2 separate regions of the Macaca mulatta genome follow, and region 1 is linked to region 2. The links are chromatin contacts, called in public Hi-C maps. All regions are on one chromosome and are shown on one strand. Each heading gives the region's core, a stretch centred on a gene start, on an enhancer-like site or on the middle of the called end of the contact. The rest is flanking DNA. Distances are from core to core; before and after follow the strand shown. Region 1 holds the start of WDR77 (WD repeat domain 77). Region 2 holds the start of DDX20 (DEAD-box helicase 20).

Region 1 (6,751 bases), core at 3,411-5,910, 310 kb before region 2:
AGAATAGCAGTCTTCATACTGGAGCACACATACCTCCAAGTAGTATACAAAAACTTTCGAGGGAGTTCTGGGCGCTAATAGTATTAAGAGAGCCAATTTCTCTAATGTTCTCTTTCTTAAAATTGAACTGCCTCTATTTTCACAATCACCCTTCTTCCACTTTAAAGAAAGAACACATACCTGTCATTCATCCCAGATCTTTCCATGGTACAATGCTCAGGGGTATAAAAACATAAGGGTTCTAAACTAAGGCACAAAAGCGGCTTTTCCCTAAGAACCGAAGAGCAAAAAGAAAGAGCATCTAGGTAAAATTCAATGAAGGGGGCGCTGATCTTGTTTCAGTCACACCACAAACACAAGTATGGTTCTGTAACTTCACTCTGTTTCTGTCTAATAACGAGAACTAAAACATATGACAGATCGTTGTGATACGGACATATTCAACAACTTTATCTGAATTTAAAAACAAAGTCAGACTTTTTCTGACAGAAAATTTAGTCTAACTTGGTCCACTGGCTTTACAATGCAGATTGGCTTTTGCCAGTTAGGCTATTTGGTAGACATCTGTACAAACTAAATAGGATTAACCTGCAAACCTAAAATTTGGACAAATATACGCTTGAAATAAGTATATAATAAATTATATGCCAGAAATTACCTTCTCTGCAACTACTTAAAAAATTTCTTTAGGTATCAATTTTAAAATGTATGAGGGGGCACAGATTTTCAAAATTGTTTTAGGAGGTCTACATGTAAAAAACTTTAAAGTCACTGCTACATGTTAATTGGAAACTGTGGAAACCTTTTCTACAGTCATTTTACCAGACTTTCCCAGGTAGTCTGAATGTGGCCCTTCCCTGAGGCAGAAGGATGGAACTAAACCAGCTTCCATAGTTCTTTCCTAGCCCTAGAATTCACAGAAAGTCAACAGAATAAGAAGTAAGAAAAGGAATTTATTGCTCACTTGAAAAAAGCAAAGCTCTGGGACAAGCATCATGGTGGTAAGGAAAGATGAAGAATACATGGTTCCTCTACCCTCAAAGGTTTTGGGGCAGGATGCAATGGCTCATGCCTGTAATCTCTCAGCACTCTGGGAGGCCAAAGCGGGAGATCCCTTGAGCCCAGGAATTTGAGACCAGCCTGGGCAACATAGCAAGACTCTGTCTCTACAAAAAATTAAAAAATAATAAAGGATTTGGAATTCAGCAGGGGGAATAAGACACAAACACAAAGAATAACAGAAAGGCTGCATGGCAGAAATGCTGAAAAAGAGTTAGCATTAACCAGGAAAGCACATATGTCTACGCAATAAAAGGCAAATATAATAGACATAGGGCATTGACTTTTTTTTTTCTCTCCTGAAACAGCTTCACTCTGTTGCCCAGGCTGGAGTGCAGTGACGTGATCTCGATTCACTGCAACCTCCGCCTCCTGGGTTCAAGCGATTCTCGGGCTTCAGCCTCCCAAGTAGTTGGGATTACAGATGTGCACCACTATGCCTGGCTAATTTTTGTACTTTTTAGTAAAGACGGGGTTTCGGCATGTTGGCCAGACTAGTCTCTAACTCCTAGGCTTCATATGATCTGCCTACCTCAGCCTCCCAAAGTGCTGGGATTTCAGGTGTGAGCCACTGTGCACAGCTGGGCATTCAACATTATTGTAAAACTATTTGCAAGTGACCCTGAAGGTCCAGGATACTGGACCTTGGATATGAGTCTGTGATTTCTCTGGTCTATAACTTAATCATGTACTTTGAAGTTAGAAATGGCAGGGAAAGGCACTTAGCCATTGAGAGAACCACAGTGATCAATCACCCAGCATCTAAATCTTGGAACATGCACACATTAAGGCTCTAGACATTATCTTCACAAAGAATGGCTCCCAAGATAAAGTCAACCACTAGTGCTGTTAATGAAAGTGAGCAGAAAGAGGGGCATTAAAAAAGCAATGGTTCTCAAAAGAAAACAGACATTTTATGAAGGTAAATACTCAAAAGTTCAAGATTTGAAAGTCTCAAGATTTATCCCTTGAGAATGTCAAGGATCTAATAAGCTTGAAGAGAGGAAATGCAGTAAAAGGGTTTCAATGCCATTACAAGAAAATGGGATTTTAATCCACTGGCCACAAGAAACTAATAAAAGACCAAAAGAGCTAGATTGCTAGTGGAGACATGAGTGCTACTACCTGTGTAAGGTAAAGCCTGAAAGCGAATAGGGGCATAGAAATGGATAGGAAGGTGACTGACCAGTGGAAAAGACTAAAAAGAACTTAGTGGTCAACTGATGGTGGGGAAACAGAAGGGGTGGAAAAGGACCGAGAGTTTGAGCCCTGTGTTGCCAAGGTGGTGAGGCCATCAATAGAAACAGGGAAACTGGCTGGTCTGAAGGTAGCGAGTTATCTCAATTGATTGTTCACAGTCAGTTACAGACTAAACTCCTTGTCTATTCTTCCCCTCTTTTCACTACTGTACTTGACTAGTCGAATTAAAAAAAAATAAAAAAGAAAGAAAAAAGAAACAAGGAAATTGAGAAAAGGACAAGGGGTAGATACTGGAGCCTGACTACTGTTTTATAAGAAAACTATCAGAACATGGAATTGCTGTTCCTAACATCAAAGCAAACTTCAGAAAGTCCAAAAACACAATAGCTAAGACCAGGGCTAAAAATGAAAGAATACTCACCTCGGTATGAATTCAGTACCACCTGCTGAGCAAGGTCCCAAACCTTGATGCTAAGAGGCAAAAGAAAACAGACATTTAATCTTGACCTACACTAGCAACATAAAAACGTGTTCAAACATGAACTTCCTGTAATCAACATTCCCCAAGTCTTTGCCTCCTGGACTGCTGCTATGGTCTACTTACAATGGACTGCAAAATCCCTAAGGAAACCTTATAGACATGCTAAAGTTAGTCACTGAATTCTTAGAATAAGCCCAAAATGTTACCTAATGAGGTTAACAGGATAGGAAAGGCGCCCAAAGGAGGCTCAGAGACAGAAGCAATGAGAACAGGGACCCACCAGAAGTCTTTGCTACCACTGACAGCTTGTGTGCCAGAGCTCAGGACACAGACTGTAGACACAATGTCATCATGCTCATACTTGCAGAACTTGCTGACAATAAGTGTTTCATTCTCATCTAGTTCCCACAATTCAACAGCACCTGTTGGGGGTAGGGTAAGGAAAACATGAGCTTGAATTATACCACGGTAGTAATTCACTTCTAGGATTCAAAGAGCCACTGTCACTAAATTAACAAAGTAAGTTAGTTATTCCTATAAAAGCAAAGTCCACATCACTGAAGAGTTTAGCTAATTTCTGAGCCTTTGACTTTATTCTGTGTTACTGTTTTCCTAATGACAGCCCAGACAAGGAGGTGGAGAAAGCCAGTGATGTTAACACTTCCCAATTATTTGGACACTAATAAGTATTTGCTGAACTAGTTGAATAAATGTCTTGCAGAGTCTTTAAAAATATGTTGAATAATTGAACGTTTTGCACAGTGACTGGCTCAGTATAGAGAATCCGCCAAAAGTTTTCTTGATTATGTACTGTTCAAGCTCAATTGTCAGAGAGGTTAAATCTATAAGTGGGTCTTTTAAACTTCCATGCAATGCCAGCCAACTTCCAAATTCTGATTAAAAAAAAAAAAAAAATCCAAAGCCTGCATCGCTGAGCCTACAGTCAACACAAAGAAAGCAGAATGAAGACAAGAAAGCAGTAAGAAATGGAAAGAGACATGTAGCATAGATTGGCTTCAGTGTCATCTTAAAATCAAGATTATGCTTGGTCTGGGCTGCGGGGGTTAAGCAGCAGGTTACACAGAAGAAAAATGGTTCCAATCCGTTGCTTAATTTTGTTACGGATTTTTCTAGGAAATCTCAACAGACAATTTAGAATTTTAGAAAATATATTTCCCACCTACACAAGAGTTTGCATTCAGGGCCAACACTCTCAGGCTCCTCCAAGCACTGAACATAGGACATTAGATATTGAGCTCAGCCCTACCCGTACCCCAAGCCTCCATTCTACCACTCCACCCGGGGCTGGGGGTGGGGGTGAGGGGTGGATGAGGGGAAAGTGACTCACCTGAATCAGAGGCCACCAGAATACCTCTCTCTCCAACCCAAGTGAGGTCAGCCACTCCAGCCTCCGTTTGGACTCCAGCGGAGCAGAAGCCTTCGTTGGGGGCGGCACAAGGGTCCTTAAAAAGCCAGAGGGAGCCGGCCCAGCAGCGGCCACTCAGGCTGGAGGCCCCGAGGAGAAGCGCCCCATCTACGGGGGGTACAAGCTGTCAGCACGTGAAGGGTGGAAGGGCTCGCCTCCATGAAGACCGCACAGAACAGCTTTCGGGCCGGGTCTGGATCTGAGCTCAGGAACGCGGGGCAGGGCTGGGGACAGCTCGGCGGCGCGACCCACGGGTCAGGATAACATGCAGGGCGGGGATGGGCTGGGAGGGTCAGTCTCTGGGGAGGGGCGCCCTGGGCCGGGGTAAGGGAGCTCCCAGGCCCGGGATCTCGGCTCACCGGACCGGTACCGCGCAGCCTCCAACTGTCGTTCCATGCAGGCGGGCGCATTAGGGGGAAGATTCCACTCCCGGGCCGCCGGGGGCACTAGGGGGGGCGGGGTTTCCTTCCGCATCTCCACGGTTCCAACTCCAACCTAGACTCAAATTGGACGCCGGCCGGAGACTCAGCTCCGATAGCAAACCCCACGTGGTGTGCCTCTGAGCCTCCGCCCCTCTCCCGAGGCTACGGCAAGTCTACTTCTCGCGAGAATTGCTTCTGCGGCTCCATCCTGCTTTCCGGCTGTCGCCCTCCTGCGATAGGTTCTCAGCATTACTTGCCTCGTCTCGCGATAATTTAAAAAAAAAAAAATCTCCCGAGGAAAGTTGAAGGAAGACTACAAAATTTTCATCTCGCGAGACTTGTGAGCGGCCATCTTGCTCCTGCCCTGACAGATTCTCCTGTCGGGGTCACAGGGACTCTAAGATTGCTACCTGCACCTTCGCTGACCATGCTGTCCCGGGTGGTACTTTCCGCCGCCGCCACAGCGGGTGAGGGGTGTAGACGCTGCTCTGGGCTATCAGAGTGATTGGAAAGAAGCGAATCTAGGGGTCACAAGGAGGGGAGAAGGGCGCAGCGACACGGGCCTGAGCGGCGAGTGATCAGCGCCGCTCAGAGAGGAGCGTGGGGACTTAAGGGACAGGAAAGAGGGGTACATAGCCTCAGTGATCTAGCCTGGCAGGGATGAGGAAGGGACAAACTAGAGTTCATTTGACTTTGCTGACCTTCGTCTTGTCTGTCTGCAGCCCCGTCTCTGAAGAATGCAGCCTTCCTGGGTCCAGGGTAAGTGTGAGGATAATGGTCCCTTTCGTCTTTGTTTTTACTATCTTTTATTTCTCGATTCCTGCCCCCACCCCCTTAGCTTTAGGCCAGAAATCTCTTTCCGATAATTTTGGGACACTTAAACCCTCTTTCAAACACTTGTTCCTGTAACTGCCAGGAACGCTGTCATATGAACTGATGACCAAGACTTTAACAGGATATGTAACGTATTCTAACTAAACTAGAAATTGGTTTTGCTGTCTTCTATGCCCGCCCCTCTCCTTTGTGACCTTCCCTTGGGACCTTATGACATGTAGCCTCCACAGCCTGAATCAGAGTAGATTACATACCCAAGAACAAATTTTGTTCAATAAAACAGTGAAGCATGTTGTTTATAGTCTGTTTCCCAGATACCTAGTTTTTGCTGCCATATAATAACAATCAGAGAAATCATTCATTGATTCAGTAAATATTTATGTTGCCTAAACACATAACCAAGGATACAAGAATGAGTATGGCAAATTACCTGCCCTCATGGAGCTCACAGTCTAGGAATGGGAGGCACCTTTAGAGTATTGGTTTAGAGTGAGGGCTCCAAAGCCAGTACAGGGTCCCTGGCCCCTCCACTTACTAGCTGTGTGACCTCAATTTCCTCATCTACAAAATGGCGCATGATAGTGCATTGTGGCTTTTGAGAATTAAGAGGCAATTTCTGTGAAATTCAAAAACAGTTCTTGGTACATGGTGTGTGTTTAGTAAATTTAGCAGCTGTTTGCGTTAAAATTGTTTCATAAGACATGTTCATTTTCCTAGAGATTTCTTTTTACTTCCAAATTTAGTTCTAAAGCTTGCAAATTATGTTAACTATCAAATTGAAAAAACTGGACTTGAAAAAGTGGTCTTGTCTGTAATTGAGTCTCATGTGTGCAATGAAGTGAGGCTATAATTGACTGCTTCCAACTTAGAAGAAAAAGGACCCCATACAGACTTGTAAACAAATAATTGTAATACCAGGTAATAAATAACTTATATTTACAAGATACAAGGAATATCCTTGGTTTTTTTTCACACTTCATGTCCAGTACCTCAGCAAGGCTCTTCCTCTAGAAATTTGGACTCTGACTGCTGCTTCCACTACCACTAAAGTATGAACCACCGCAAACTTTCACCTAGGTATTTTAGTAGTCTCTTCATTAGTCTTGCATCTCTATTCTTGTGCTATTACAGCCCATTCTCATAATAGCCAGGAGGATTATGTCAATCTCCCACCAAAGCCTTCCAGAGCTCCCCATCCCACTTGAATAAAATCCAAACTTAGCATAACCCAGAAGGTCCAACATGAATTGATCCCATCCTATCTCTTGACACCATCCCCTTCTGTTCTTTTTTTAGCTCATTCTTCAACCATACTGCCCTTGGTGTTCC
Region 2 (6,465 bases), core at 396-2,895:
GAGGAAGGCTGGGACCTTTAGTGCCATCTCCTCCATCAGTCTCCATTCCTTCAAACGGATAGTTGACATTTTCTCAATGTTTTGTAAATTTCCAGGCAATATAAACCGTCAGGACCACCTTCCAATGGGATTACCATGTCAAAGCCCCTCCTCTATCATAGGGAATCTGGACCATCACTGTGTGTGTGTGTGTGAAGGGGTTAGGGACAATGACCAGTATTATAATCTATGGACAAAGTTGGGCTTGGTTGCAGAATATATTTAAGTTTGGTATTCTTCGTATTTTAAAAAATTTGTTTACTTTTTAAGAATTTGAGACAGGGTCTCTGCATGTTGCCCAGGCTGGCAACTCCTGGCCTCAAGCGATCCTCCCGTCTCAGCCTCCCAAGAAGCTGGGATTACAGGTGCGAGCCACCCCATACAGCTAAGTTTGGAATAATGAATATGGCTGAGGTCCAGAAATATTTAAATTTGGCATGATGACTAAGAGTTTGTTATAGGAGCTCAATCATTTGATAAATATTGAACAATTCCTATGTGTCAGATTGCTTTTCCCACTAGGGATGCAGAGGAGAACAAGACAAAATGGGTCCTTGTCCTCATAGAGTGTGGGAGACAGGCAGTAGACATATAATTTCAGGTAGTTGTAAGTATCATAAAGAAAAAATAAAGCAAAACAAAACAAGAGAGTGCTGGGAAAGACCAGGGAGCAGACAGGATGACAGAGCTGTCTTAGGGTGTTCAAGACTTCTTTTAAAAGGCAGAGCTCTTTGAAAAGGTGATATTTGGGCAGAAGTCCACAGCAAGGAAAAGTGGCAGAGACTCCTAGCCGCCTACGCATGAAATGATGGGGAAAGGAGCAATACAGAAGGCATGTAACATTTCAGAGTCTATTAGGCATCCGAGGGGAGGTGCTGCGGAGGTGGATGCATGGAGGCAGATGGATGTACACGTCTAGAGTCTAAAGGGAGATCTGAGGCGGAGATATGAACTTGGGAAATGTCAGTCCGGTTCCAGGTTCCAATTCAACGTACTTTTATCAGAGTTCACTGTGCGCCAGGGACTTGCTAGGGGCTGAAGGTCCGGAGATAAATTGGGTTGCACAGCAGACGGACACACCAGTCAACGTAGTAAACCCTTGGGCCCGGCTACGCTCTGGGCGCACTCTGCCAGCACAGAGGAGCAGCGACTCAGGGTGCAGAGCGGGTAGCGCTGGGGAAGAGGCGGCCGCGGAACGGGACAGGCTGGCGGAACGGAAAACGGAAGCACGGGGCGGGGGCGTGACGCAACGGGCACATCACAAAGAGCGCCGAGAGGGCGGTGGCGCCGGGGGCACGGCTTGGCGGCTCCGCCCAGAAGAGGGCCGAGAGGCGGGGCGGCGCCCCCACCGCGGGCCCGCGGCGCCCTCTGCAGGCCCCAGGCAGCGACTTAACAGTTGCCTCATCTTTCCTCTCCTCCCTCATGCTGCTTTCCTCAGGCCACATTTTTTGTGTGTGTGGGTAGTGTTCCCTAGTCTCTCAGCCTCCGACTCCCGTCCCTTTCCTCCACTTCCAAGCCAGGCGTGTTAGTGTCTTCGTGGGAAAACTGCCAATAAAGTTTTTCCTTTTCTCGCTCCCAGGATCCCCGCTTCTCTTCAAGCACCGCGAGATCTGACTGTGCGGCTAGCATGGCGGCGGCGTTTGAAGCCCTGGGAGCCGTAGCGGCAGTGGCTACTGCTATGCCAGCTGAGCATGTGGCCGTGCACGTCCCGGCCCCAGAGCCAACACCTGGGCCTATGAGGAGCCTGCGGACCGCTCAGGATCTCGGCAGCCCGCGGACCCGCACGGGGGACGTGCTGTTGGCGGAGCCGGCCGACTTCGAGTCACTGCTGCTTTCGCGGTCGGTGCTGGAGGGGCTGCGGGCAGCCGGCTTCGAGAGGCCCTCGCCGGTGCAGCTCAAGGCCATCCCGCTGGGGCGCTGCGGGCTCGGTGAGAGCGGGGGCCCGGGAGAGTTCGGGGGTCGGGGCGGGAGAAGGGCGACTGAGGGGCGGCAGCGGCAGCCAGGCCCGCACTGCAGCTCGGGGAGAGCCCTCGGTCGGCTCCCGGAGCAGGGCCCGGCCTGGGGCTAGGCGGTACGCTCAGTTAACTTATTTGTAAAACTAAGGTGCACTATTGAACTTGAAGATGGTTAAGACCTTTTTTAGCACTGACAGGTGGTTCTAAGTTTGAGAAGATAAACGGTAAAAGGTCAGGGACTAGGCGTTTTCTCTTACGTTTTTGAGAATCAACTAAAAATGAAGGTGCCAACTGGGAGAATCTCAGAGACCCTTCTAGTTCTCTGATTCCATGCGAGCCCCTAAGCTGCTTCCGTGAGTACTGGCTAGTGATAATTTTTTTTTTTTTTTCCTTCGCAGATTTAATTGTTCAAGCTAAATCTGGCACTGGGAAAACCTGTGTGTTTTCCACCATAGCTTTGGACTCTCTTGTTCTTGAAAACTTAAGTACCCAGGTGAGTTAGCTCAGAGGACCAGAGGAGGATGTGTTACGTGGACTTTACCACAGGTCAGATGAAATACCAGTAGCCCCTCAGAGCTGGAATTGAATTTGATGAATGATTGAGTTAAGTGGTGGTGGTGGTGAACTTTGGAATTTTCTATGCGTACCTTATTTAAATAGAATAAAGCTACCATACGTGTCAGTTTTCTCACTACTTGGTAATACAGACAGGGATTCTTTTACTTACTGACTAATGTGATACTTAACATTTGACTTGATTCATGGTAATGTAGTGCTCTGGCTATTGCTGATAACTGCAGGGTTTGTTTTTGTTTTTTGAGAGGGTATGGCTCTGTCACCTAGGCTGGAGTGCAGTGGCGGATCATTGCTCACTGCAACCTTGAACTCCTGGGCTCCAGTGATCCTCCCACCTCATCTTCCTAAGTAGTTGAGACGACAGGTGTGTGCCACCACACCTGGCTACTTTTTGTAGAGATGGGGTCTCCTCAGTGTTGCACAGACCGGCCTCGAACTCCTGGGTTCAAGCAGTCCTCCCACATTTGCCTCCCAAAGTACTGGGATTATAGGCATGAGCCACCACACCCGGTATGCAGGTGGTTCTTAAAGCTCTGTAAATGTATCATATTCATCTCCCATCTTCTAGGTTGTCTTAGAGTGTTTCTAAGATTACCCTACCCAAATTAGCAGGAAATTTGGGTTTGGGGATCATTTCTTCAACAAAGATTTGTTGAGCCCATATTACGTATGAACAGTATGTCAGGCATTGGAGATTCAAAGATGAATTAGATGTGATTCTCATAACCTTACTTTGTAGTTTAGTTGTTATGGCAGACTGTATTTCAAGTTCTCAGGCATTGGTATATCTGATGATGAGTCTTCAACAGTGGTTTTTAATCCAGATATCCATGTTCATCACCTGGGAAGCTTTTTGAGTCCATCTTATATCTGCCAAATCCTAGGTGATGTTGCATATTGGAAATCCTCCTACTTCCCAAGAACCTGAGCTAGTCTAATTGTAGACGAAGATGTATTTGAGGTTTTGGCTTCTGATAATTTGGCAACAGATAAAATGCTAAAATCCTGGAAAAGTTTCATAAATTCGTTTTTTTGAGTCTCACTCTGTTGCCCAGGCTGGATTGTGCAGTGGCACAATCTTGGCTCACTGCAACTTCTGCCTCCTGGGTTCAAGTGATTCTCCTGCCTCAGCCTCCCGAGTAGCTGGGATTACAACTGTGCATACCACATGCCCGGCTAGTTTTTTTGTAATTTTGGTAGAGACGGGGTTTCGCCATGTTAGCCAGGCTGGTCTCAAACTCCTGACCTCAGGTAATCCGCCTGCCTCAGCCTCCCAACCTGCTGGGATCACAGGGGTGAGCCACCATGCCTGGCAAATTCATATTTTTAATTTCAGATCTTTGGATTATCACAGTTACATTATTTTTTGTGTGTGTAACAAAGTAATACCTATTAATTTTTAGAAATAGGGAAAGTTCAGGAAAATTAGGAAGTACCAGAAAACAAGATCTGTAATTTCACTACCTAGAGAGAAACTGCTATTAACAGTTTTGGCATATTTTCTCCTAGTCCTTTTTTTTTTTTAATCAATTTTTTCTTCTCGTAGTTAAGAGCACAAAAGTTTTGTTTTCTCCTTCTCCAGTAGCTACATTGCAAAGTTTTTACCGTGGCTCTCAAGGCCTTTTGTGATCTAGTCCCTGGAGCTAGATCTCTGACCTCCTTTACTTTCCCCCAGATTCTGTCATGTAGGCCTTCTTTTTCTTCCTCAAACACACCAAGAACACTGCCATCTTATGGCCTTTGCATTTGTTGTTTCCTGTTGGTGAAAACGCTTCCCCAGGTGTCATATAGCCAGCTCTACTCTATGCCGTACATGTAGGTCTCTGCTCAAGTGTTACCTCCTTAGAGGAGGGTTCATGATCACCTCATTTAAAATGACTCCTTCGAAACCATCATTCTTAGCAAACTATCACAAGAACAGAAAACCAAACACCGCATGTTCTCACTCATAGGTGGGAACTGAACAATGAGATCACTTGGACCCGGGAAGGGGAACATCACACACCGGGGCCTATCATGGGGAGGGGGGAGGGGGGAGGGATTGCATTGGGAGTTATACCTGATGTAAATGACGAGTTGATGGGTGCTGACGAGTTGATGGGTGCAGCACAGCAACATGGCACAAGTATACATATGTAACAAACCTGCACGTTATGCACATGTATCCTAGAACTTAAAGTATAATAATTAAAAAAAGTAAATAAAAATAAAATAAAATAAAATGACTCCTTCTTTCCCTGTTTGATTTTTTATGATACTTTTCATTACCTGTCATTACTTATTTTTGTTTATTGTATATATTCTTATCCAAGAATGAAAGTACTGTGAGGGCAAAGACTTTACACTGTTAACTGTTGATTCCCCAGAAACTAGTATGTTGCCTAGCACAGAGTAGGTTCTTACTTAATATTTGTTGAATGAATGAATAAATGGAATACAGTCAGCCCTCCCTGTCTTCAGGTTGTGTATCAGCTGATGCAGCCAACTGTGGATCAAAAATACTTAGGGGTGGGGTGGGGGAACTATAAAAAATAATACAACAATAAAAAGATATAAACAAAAATACAGAGTAACCATTTACATAGCATTTATACTGTATTAGGTAATATAAGTAATCTAGAGATGGTTTAAAATATGTGGCAGGATGTACATAGGTAACATACAGATATATGCAGTTTTATATAACAGACTTGAGCATCTGCCAGTTTTGGTGTCTGAGGGCTTCCTGGAACCAATCCCCTGTGGATACCAAGGGATAACTGTATCTTACCTTATCAATAAAAACTCGTTTGAAATGATCATTTAAATGAAATATAGTGTGTCATGTAATGAATATACCAGTCCCCTATGTATTTATTTCTCTGACTCAAAAGTATACTTTGTTTTTTTTTTAGATTTTGATCTTGGCCCCTACAAGAGAAATTGCTGTACAGATACATTCTGTTATTACAGCCATTGGAATCAAAATGGAAGGCTTAGAGTGTCATGTCTTTATTGGAGGGACCCCATTATCACAAGACAAAACCAGACTTAAAAAGTGTCATATTGCTGTTGGATCTCCTGGTAAGATAACAATGCCTGTTGGTAACCAGGGCTTTTAAGGAACTATACACTTTTAATATAACAATAAAGATATATGGGAGTCTTTGATAACTGTGATAATTATTTTGATTAGAAATTAAGAGCATTAGACCAGTGAGATTTAGGCACGTGACTGGTTTACCAGTGGAATTTATGAAATTTGCATTCCTAAGTATGTTTGAGAAGACATGGGATAGACTTTTGAGAAGAGGAGAAATGCAATGACTTTCAGGAGGCCCTTCTAAGCCATGGATTGGGATTATTCTTTGGCTTCTCTATTATATTTGGTTGTGAATCACTCAGAATCAGAATCTTGCATTCAGTGCTTTAGGTCTTTTGATAGAAGTGGTGCTTATTTACTGGTGATGAAATGTGAGGGGAAAACAATGAGTTTAGGCAAGATCAGAGCTTCAGATTTCTAATTTGTGGTTTAGTGTGTACATGCATAATGAGAGTTGAATCAGGAAATTCAGCAGAACAACCTGTGAATAAGTAGAGTAACAACATTGACTGAGATTTACACAAATTTGGTACATCATAAATATTTCAATTTTTTTTTTTTTTTTTTTTAAATTAGGCAGAATTAAGCAACTCATAGAACTTGACTACTTGAACCCAGGCAGTATACGCCTCTTTATTCTTGATGAAGCAGATAAGCTTTTAGAAGAAGGCAGCTTCCAGGAGCAAATAAAGTAAGAAAAATAACTCACTTGACTATTAAAACAGTGTCCCAAAGTATCTATCTGTAGCTTTTCCGAGTGGTGATTATTGTCTGAATACTTTACATGGTGTCTGTTTTTATTTTGTAGTTGGA

What was found. A called contact is a pair of places that touch in the nucleus more often than the background predicts.
Region 1: a Hi-C map of liver shows a contact between it and region 2, with 2.9 times the contacts expected there. The contact joins the promoter of WDR77 here to the promoter of DDX20 in region 2. A contact is called at or near these places in 2 of 14 Hi-C or Micro-C datasets (fetal cortex germinal zone and liver).

Annotation. Positions count from the first base shown.
Region 1 is chr1:128,796,668-128,803,418 of T2T-MMU8v2.0, reverse strand. It overlaps WDR77 (WD repeat domain 77), which reads right to left and starts at 4,660. Exons shown (of 10, transcript NM_001195443.1): 1 at 4,526-4,660; 2 at 4,089-4,274; 3 at 3,021-3,162; 4 at 2,681-2,730. The coding sequence starts at 4,640. ATP5PB (ATP synthase peripheral stalk-membrane subunit b) reads left to right here and starts at 4,864. Exons shown (of 7, transcript NM_001260679.2): 1 at 4,864-5,055; 2 at 5,311-5,347. The coding sequence starts at 5,016.
Region 2 is chr1:128,479,740-128,486,204 of T2T-MMU8v2.0, reverse strand. It overlaps DDX20 (DEAD-box helicase 20), which reads left to right and starts at 1,645. Exons shown (of 11, transcript XM_028830395.2): 1 at 1,645-1,967; 2 at 2,393-2,487; 3 at 5,465-5,633; 4 at 6,229-6,343; 5 at 6,461-6,465. The coding sequence starts at 1,667.